Regions from separate parts of the Gasterosteus aculeatus genome. Here region 2 is linked to region 1. Evidence: chromatin contacts called from public Hi-C data. All regions are on one chromosome and are shown on one strand. The core of a region is the stretch at or near the end of the contact, and the rest is flanking DNA. Distances in the headings are between cores, read along the strand shown. Region 1 holds the start of LOC120826760. Region 2 holds the start of LOC144383498.

Region 1 (3,620 bases), core at 69-2,568:
CATTAAAACATTACATTTGAATTTAAAATGACCGGGAAAGCCTTAAATGCATTAGAATACTGAGGAGAAGCATATCTTACTAAATTAAATGAATAAAGAATATTAACATCTCTATAGTTGTATCGGGTTTTAAGGCTTTTGTTGTCAAGCGCAGCAGGTTGCTAGGCAACGGGAGCGGTGGAGGACAGACCGTCCCATTCCAGAGACCGCTCGGTTCAGCCTATGCGGTTGTTGGAGGACCAGTCCAGGTCTACCGCCAATGCTGTGTCCCCACTGAGTTGAGACACAGCGACAGTATGGGTGGTTTAACGGCCTCTCTGTGTTGGTGGTTTAGCTAGCTGCTAACGGGCTCTGTTGTGTGGACGAACCAGCTAGCTGCTAACGGGCTCTGTTGTGTGGACGAACCAGCTAGCTGCTAACGGGCTCTTTTGTGTGGACGACCTAGCTAGCTGCTAACGGGTTCTGTATAGATGGTTTAGCAAGTGTCACGTTAGCTTCTTAGCATGAGGAATCAACCCACCTGACTGCACGTGGAGCTTCATTTGAGTTGCGGAAGCCGCGCGAAGCAGCTCTCTGTGCCGACAGTCCATCTCCTCCTCATACTCGGTTATCGTCCTCTCAAAGTGTCCCAAAATGTCTTCGACAGCCGCAGTTAGCCGTTGGTTGATGAAAGCCTTCAGACCGCGGAGTCTGGACATCTTTGTCAAAGGGCAGAGAAGAAGAGACGAACTATGTTTTCAGACGGTCGCTGGACTTCAGCTCGCTGCGTCACCGAACCATAAAGAACAACACGAACATCCGGGTCACCGCTGGGAAATGATGACAGGCCTTAACGTTTTATCCAATCAATGCTCTTCATTTACCCCGTCACTTATAGTACTTAAGTACACACTTGAAGTATTTGTATTTGAGATTATTTTCTTTCCTTGTACTTTTTTCCACTTATAAATATATGAATGTTAATAATAAATGTATTGTAGCGATTGATTGACAACGTGAGCCCTTCACTGACCTTCTAACTTCAGTACATGTGAAACCTCACTTACAGAACATGCCAGCCCGTTGCAGTATTACTAACAAATTAAATTGGTGAAAAGTTTTTATACATCAGTAATGTTGCGATTGTTAATCATGTTTATATATCAGGAGTTAGAAGACTGCACTGTGACTCCTACAGTACTGCATGTGCAGCTTTCCCCGTACAGGAGATTGTTCTATGTTCACATTTCGTTTGTTTTCTTTGTGCTATGCAGTGCTGTATTTTCCTTTCTGTATTGCAATGACGTGGTCTGTCAACAAATTACAGTACAAACGGTAAAAGCGTAAATGTGAATCTTGTCAGTCTCTTGCAATCAATCTCCCACAATTTACAATAAATGTCATCAAAACCTTTGCCATAATTTAGATTCAGAACCTCCAGAGTACACTGTTCTACACTTTACATGTCATTTAGCTGACGCTTTTATCCAAAGCGACTTACAATAAGTGCATTTCAACCATCGAGTCTCTGAAGTGGGAAATGTTAAGAAATAATCTTTGTATATTCTAACATATATTAATTCGTTATAATCACCTCTATGTAATTGTATAAGTAGGGATGTAGCTGTAGATATATCGAGGTAGATAATGATTTACAGTTGGACAGAGGAAAGCCAGAAGACGGCCCACAGGAAGTTAGGTAACCTGTTTTTAAATAAGACGCGTGAATAAACGGCTCTAAACCGCCGAGAAAGCTCAGTTCAGCCTGAGCGGTTGTTGGGGGACCAGGTAGACCAGAAAGCTGTCGAAGGCTGCAGGCTTCAAGGATGCAGCCTAGCGACTTTGACAATAGAGCAAAAACATCAGGATGATGGTTACGCAGTTGAGATAAAGGAGGAGTGGTCCACTCCGTCGAATGGTCAAAGAAATGTGTAAACTAAGGTTCTGTAATCTCGCCTCTTCCTGACGAGGGAGAGTGTGTAGCTCCAATAGATCTCCGTGAATGGAGGGATCTGAACCCCCAGTGTGGTCTGTTACTGGGTGTTACTGAAAGTGGCTGGTGTGTGAGGGAGTGTGCCTCACCACGAGTGAGATAAATAAGGTCAACGAGTTAGAGAATAGTATTTATAATACCATAAACATAAGCATTCGCATGAATACAGCAGACTTTGCATGTCAGCAAACAGCCTAAAGGCGACTGTGGGTGGGGAGGTCGTCCTCCAATCAGAGGGTTGGCGGTTCGATCCCAGGCCCGGCTGACCCGCATGACCATGTGTCCTTCGGCAAGACACTTAACCCACATTGCTCCTGTAGCTGTACTGCAGGGTGTGAATGTTAGTTACTGATGGGCAGGTGTGTGTGTGTGTGTGTGTGTGTGTGTGTGTGTGTGTGTGTGTGTGTGTGTGTGTGTGTGTGTGTGTGGTAGCTCCTGTCATCAGCGTGTGAACGTGTGAATGATGTCATGAAGCGTTAAAGCACTTTGTGTGGTCAGAAGACTAGAAAAACGCTATTCAAGTACAGTCCATTTACCATTTACAGACTTGCGAGTATTAAGAATATTAGTACCTCTTCTCCTGTCTTCATTTAACACTTTGGTCAGCTGGTTTATTGGAGGAGATTAGTGTGATGTCATAGTCTGGTCATGTGACAACTAAGCCAGACTAAGAGGATCATTGTTTCTCTCCAGTCTCTGGGTTGTTATGGTTAATTCTCAAAGAAGAATAAGAAGAGAGAGCAAGTGTGTCTTTGGATGAACAACTGATTGATGAAGTCATTGATTGACAGATGAAGCTGGAAGACTGGGCCTTGGTTCTGCTGCTGATTGGCTGCGTCTGTCTGCAGAGGGCGGACAGCAGTCTGCCCGACTTCACACCCGCATCACCTCGGCTGCAGGTGGGACAGGTGGGTGCAGTTTAACATGTGATGCGAGGGTCATCAATACAAAAAACTCCATGTTTAGGTTAAAAGACAACCATCCAGGAGATGTGGGAGACATGAGGGACATCAGGGGGCTGTTGAACAAAAGTAGAATGAAGAAATCCAGGATAAGTGAAAAGGTGCAGCGTGACTTAGTTTGATCTTCATCGGTTGCACGTTTGCCGAGCCGGGATGAGGAGGAGGAGCTTAGTCCATCCAGATGCACACAGCTGGGATCAGTGCACGTTCACGGCTTTCTTAAGAAGACCACGGTGTCCATCACAGATCTACTGATGCAGAAATGGAGAAGACGCACACGGCGTATTTTGAACCCGCTGAGCAGCAACTAATTATGGAAACTTATGAGGAGGTGAAGCATCTAATATGCAGAAAAGGAAAAACGGAAGCTGTAATTAAACAGAGAAAAAATCCTGTCAGACAATCGCGCTCATCACCTTCACAAGTGTTCACTCCTCACTGCGCAGTTTCTCCCATCAGAGACAGAGACCCCCCCTATTTAGACCGGCCCGTGAAATATTGTCTAACATGCAAACGGTCCGTGAGGCAAAGGTTGTGGACCACTGATCTAAACAACTGCAATAGTTTAAAATCAACAAGTAATGCATGTTAATGCAAATAAATCAGAACACATTCAGGAGAATAACTGTTAAACACGTTTATTTGGGATCGGCAGCTGATTTAACACATGAGGCTTCAGAATCAAT
Region 2 (3,721 bases), core at 345-2,844, 140 kb after region 1:
CGCTCCTTCAGCAGCCAGAAGATCTCCTCGGCAGCCGCAGTTAGCTGCTCGTCGATGGCCGCCAGCAGGCTCCGGTCGCCCCGCAGGCTGCGGTCCTCGGTGCTCTTAGAGCGTTTTTTGGACATTTTGGCGGAACATCCACCAAACAAAGGAGAGCATGTAAACAATGTGTCCACTTCCGGGATCTCTGAGCGAGCGTCTTTGCGTAACGTCGACGTTCCTTACGTTAAGGTGTGACGTGTCTAACACGTCGGTGCGGCCGTAGCTCCAGAATGTTCAGCGTGGAAACAAACTCCATCTAAACATTTCCTTATTAAACGTTCACTTCATCTCGGTGGTTCGGTTTCTATAGGTGGTAAAAACATAGAAATTGAACCCAAACCATTAAAAAAATAATTTGAGTTTATGTCCTCAGTCCTTCTTGCCATCTGTGAAAGATGATATACATACAGCCTTTCAGAGGGGTGACAGATATGTATATAACTTTACTCAGAAATGATTTGACTTATAAGTCATTTACTTCGAGTACTGATTATTGATTTGATTATTCATATGTACTCTCAAGGCCGTAGGTTTGGTCTCAGCATTTGTACACAAGCTCTCTGGTGTGTAATTTGAACAGGGTTTAACCCAAGTTTTTCTACTATTGCCTATGCCGTCTCAAAAAACTCTTCACTTACTCATCACTTATTTTTTGCTTTTGAATCAGCATCCTGCATACCTCCAACCACTTCTGATTGCTTTGCTTTTGCAGTATCTTGCAGGCCATTTTATTTGTATAGCACATTTCAACAGCAAAGCAATTCAAAATGCTCCGATAACCTCAGAGGCCACCATCAGTCCAAGAAGGTTCTGCCCTTCAGGATGCATTCAGGAGACCATTGGTTCTGGGACCAGAGTCTGAAACTGTCAAAGCCATTTTGTCGAATCTAGTCAATATAGCCTCATACTGACTAAAAACTGGGTCAACAGTTTGGCCACACACTGTCCACCTAGTTGGACAAAGAGGTTTCACACTTTTAGGATGTCCCTCACCTATTGCATGTCCACTCAGTACCCCTTTAAATTTGCCTGATCAGTTACTGAGAGTTCCAAGATCACGTACCCACTGCAATGCGTTGCATACTAAGGGAGAGGCACTGCATGCACACTGTGTTATGAGATTCACACAATGTGCACCACAGTGCACTTACAAGGTTAGCGGTTGTTCTTTTTTCAAAACTGCTTGTGCCCGTTGAGCTTTCTTGCCATATTGGCTGCTCCATCATAAGTTTGACCACACAACCTTGATATTGGTAAATTTAATCTCATCGCACATGAACTACCTTGCCATCTGTTCCCCGGTTGTCGCTATTGTAGAGTCCCACAAATACCTCATGTGGGACAAGGTCTTTATCCAAATACCATAGGCATATGGAGACTTGATCTTTACCCTGCAACATCTTGAGTGCCATCCATCATGGCGGAAAATTTCCCTCACAGCTGTGTTGCCAAACATGGTAAGATACTCATTTTGGCATTGCAGGGGCTTCTTTAAATATTCATTTAAGTACTTTATATGAATGATTAAAGGCTTCACATTGTTTGTCTATTATATAAAACAATAAGAAGATTTTACAATTAATTTATTAAAACCTTAAATAAGAGTTAAACATAATGAACGTGTGTTTTACTCATTGCTTTGTTCCAGTATTTGAACTTCCTTTCTCTTCACATCTCCTAAAACATAAACTGGGAAATTCTTTCTAATTTGTTATGAAAAAACAACCCGAACCAGATTGGATCTGCTGAGTTAATTCACCAAAGAATCTTACAGCGGTCCTCAGAGCTCTGAAGAGAGGTCCTGGTCCTCCCTCTCCTTCCCCTTCTTTTCTGTCTCTGTGAGGACGTAGAAGTCTTCCTCGGCTCTGGCTATCAGCTGAAGTGGACTCTGGTCTATGTCCTCTCGTCCCCCGTCCTCGGACCGGCTCTGCTCTGAACGACTCCTCTCCTTCAGACGGATCTCTCTCTGCCGGGCCTCCAGGATCTTCTCTCGCTTGGTCTCGCGCTCAAACATCTGTTTCCATGGAAACAGGGTTATAACGTTGAGTTACTGATGATTGAGCTAACGCTGATGTTCAAAGTTTCCTCACAGCAGCCAACAGACTCTTCTCGTTCTTCTGGAGGGTTGACAGTCCAGAGGAGATCTCCAGTAGTGTGGCTTCGCCCTGCTGAGAACCGCACGCCACCAACCGGCCGTTGTCCTGGAGACGGAGGCTGTACAGAGCCTCGTCACACACCTGAGGATCATCAGGGCAACAGCAGGGACATTATATCACAACTGTGAGCTGAGGTACAGAGTTAACTAATGAGAGGACTAACAGTCGAACAATGAATACTTAGGCAGCATGTAAATCAGAGACCTCTTGATGCTCTGCAAATGGTAAATGGACAGTACCAGCATCGAGAGGGTAATTAGACCCCACAAAGCTCTTTCACACCACATGTCATCAGTAACTATTCACACATTAAAGTCGTGGCTATGACAGCAAAAGTAAACAGGGATCAACCCACATATGATTGAAGAATGACCCCTTTGTGAGAGTCTGTTAACTTACTTTTTTACCCCTCTGAAGGTGTGTTTCTGTGTTTTCCCTGTACTGAGGTGTCAAAGGTCAGAGGATGTGGTATGTGTCCAGACTAGGTGGTACGTTGGCTTAAAGGTAGATTATGGACAGGTGAGCTGCATGTACCTTCAGACTCAGCGTGGGGTCATTCTGTTTGAACAAAATGTCCCACATGTCCAACACGCCGTCCATCTTTACGGTGAAGAAGACCGAGGGCCGGACAGGACTCCAGCAGGCATCCATCAGATAGGACATCTGATACCTGAGAGGGGTTAAAGTCTAGCTTGAGTTAGTGAGCAGAATGTCCACCTGGAGTCTAAAGGGTCAAGAATAAGACGGCCGGATGAGACCAGGACAAAATGTCAGTAAGATAATAGGTAATAAAAATAAATAATAGAAGACAGAGACAACAGATGGGAAAGATCACAGGGAAATGTGGTGTCCTACTTTGTCCACATGATGGATGACTCCTTGATGTCCTCGGACCAGATGCGGGCGGTCCAGTCCCCCACAGTGAGGAAGTTTTTGGGGAAGAAAGGGTTCCTTTGCAGAGCATAGACGGGTCCCTGGTGTCCATCATAGGTACAAACCACCTTCTCTGTGGGAGTCTTTGCCTTCCGGTTACAGGACACAACCAGGCCCTGTTCTGTCCCCACCATGAATTTAGTAGGCTGCCGAGACATGGAGGACATAGACACACTTTGAGACACACTCAGAGACATGGAGAACAGTGTGATGGAAGATTTTGCACAGACAATCTGTAAATAAGAGTAAAGTCTCTGAATCAAATATGTCTTTCTCCGTTTATGTCCTTGCAAAGTGCTCAGTGGACTGCCAAGAACATCTTTTTTTTTTTTACATCTGATCAGTGCGAGACACTTCGGCTCAATTCTTTCCCATGGCCACACCATCCCAGCACTTGCAATTTCCAAACTGTTCGTAGAATGAAACATTTGAAGGGTTACACACATTTTTGTCATTACAACAGACACACACTGAGATATGGGCGAAAGAGACATACTCTGAGACACGGAGGAGATAAATACAAGAAAGACAGGATAGACATCAACATATAAAGAGGGTTGCAAAACACAGTGGATAAAATCACTTTGGAT

What was found. A called contact is a pair of places that touch in the nucleus more often than the background predicts.
Region 2: a contact with region 1 is called in a Hi-C map of skeletal muscle, with 3 times the contacts expected there. The contact joins the promoter of LOC144383498 here to the promoter of LOC120826760 in region 1. A contact is called at or near these places in 2 of 6 Hi-C or Micro-C datasets (skeletal muscle and tail fin).

What each region holds. Positions count from the first base shown.
Region 1 is chr10:18,442,953-18,446,572 of fGasAcu3.hap1.1, forward strand. LOC120826760 reads right to left here and starts at 1,319. Exons shown (of 7, transcript XM_040189303.2): 1 at 521-1,319. The coding sequence starts at 698. It overlaps LOC144383501 (a long non-coding RNA gene), which reads left to right and starts at 2,772. Exons shown (of 3, transcript XR_013450923.1): 1 at 2,772-2,880.
Region 2 is chr10:18,585,581-18,589,301 of fGasAcu3.hap1.1, forward strand. LOC144383498 reads right to left here and starts at 1,595. Exons shown (of 2, transcript XM_078081089.1): 1 at 1-1,595. The coding sequence starts at 125. It overlaps dnai2b (dynein, axonemal, intermediate chain 2b), which reads right to left. Exons shown (of 12, transcript XM_040189298.2): 9 at 3,054-3,277; 10 at 2,733-2,868; 11 at 2,133-2,279; 12 at 1,610-2,056. The coding sequence ends at 1,823.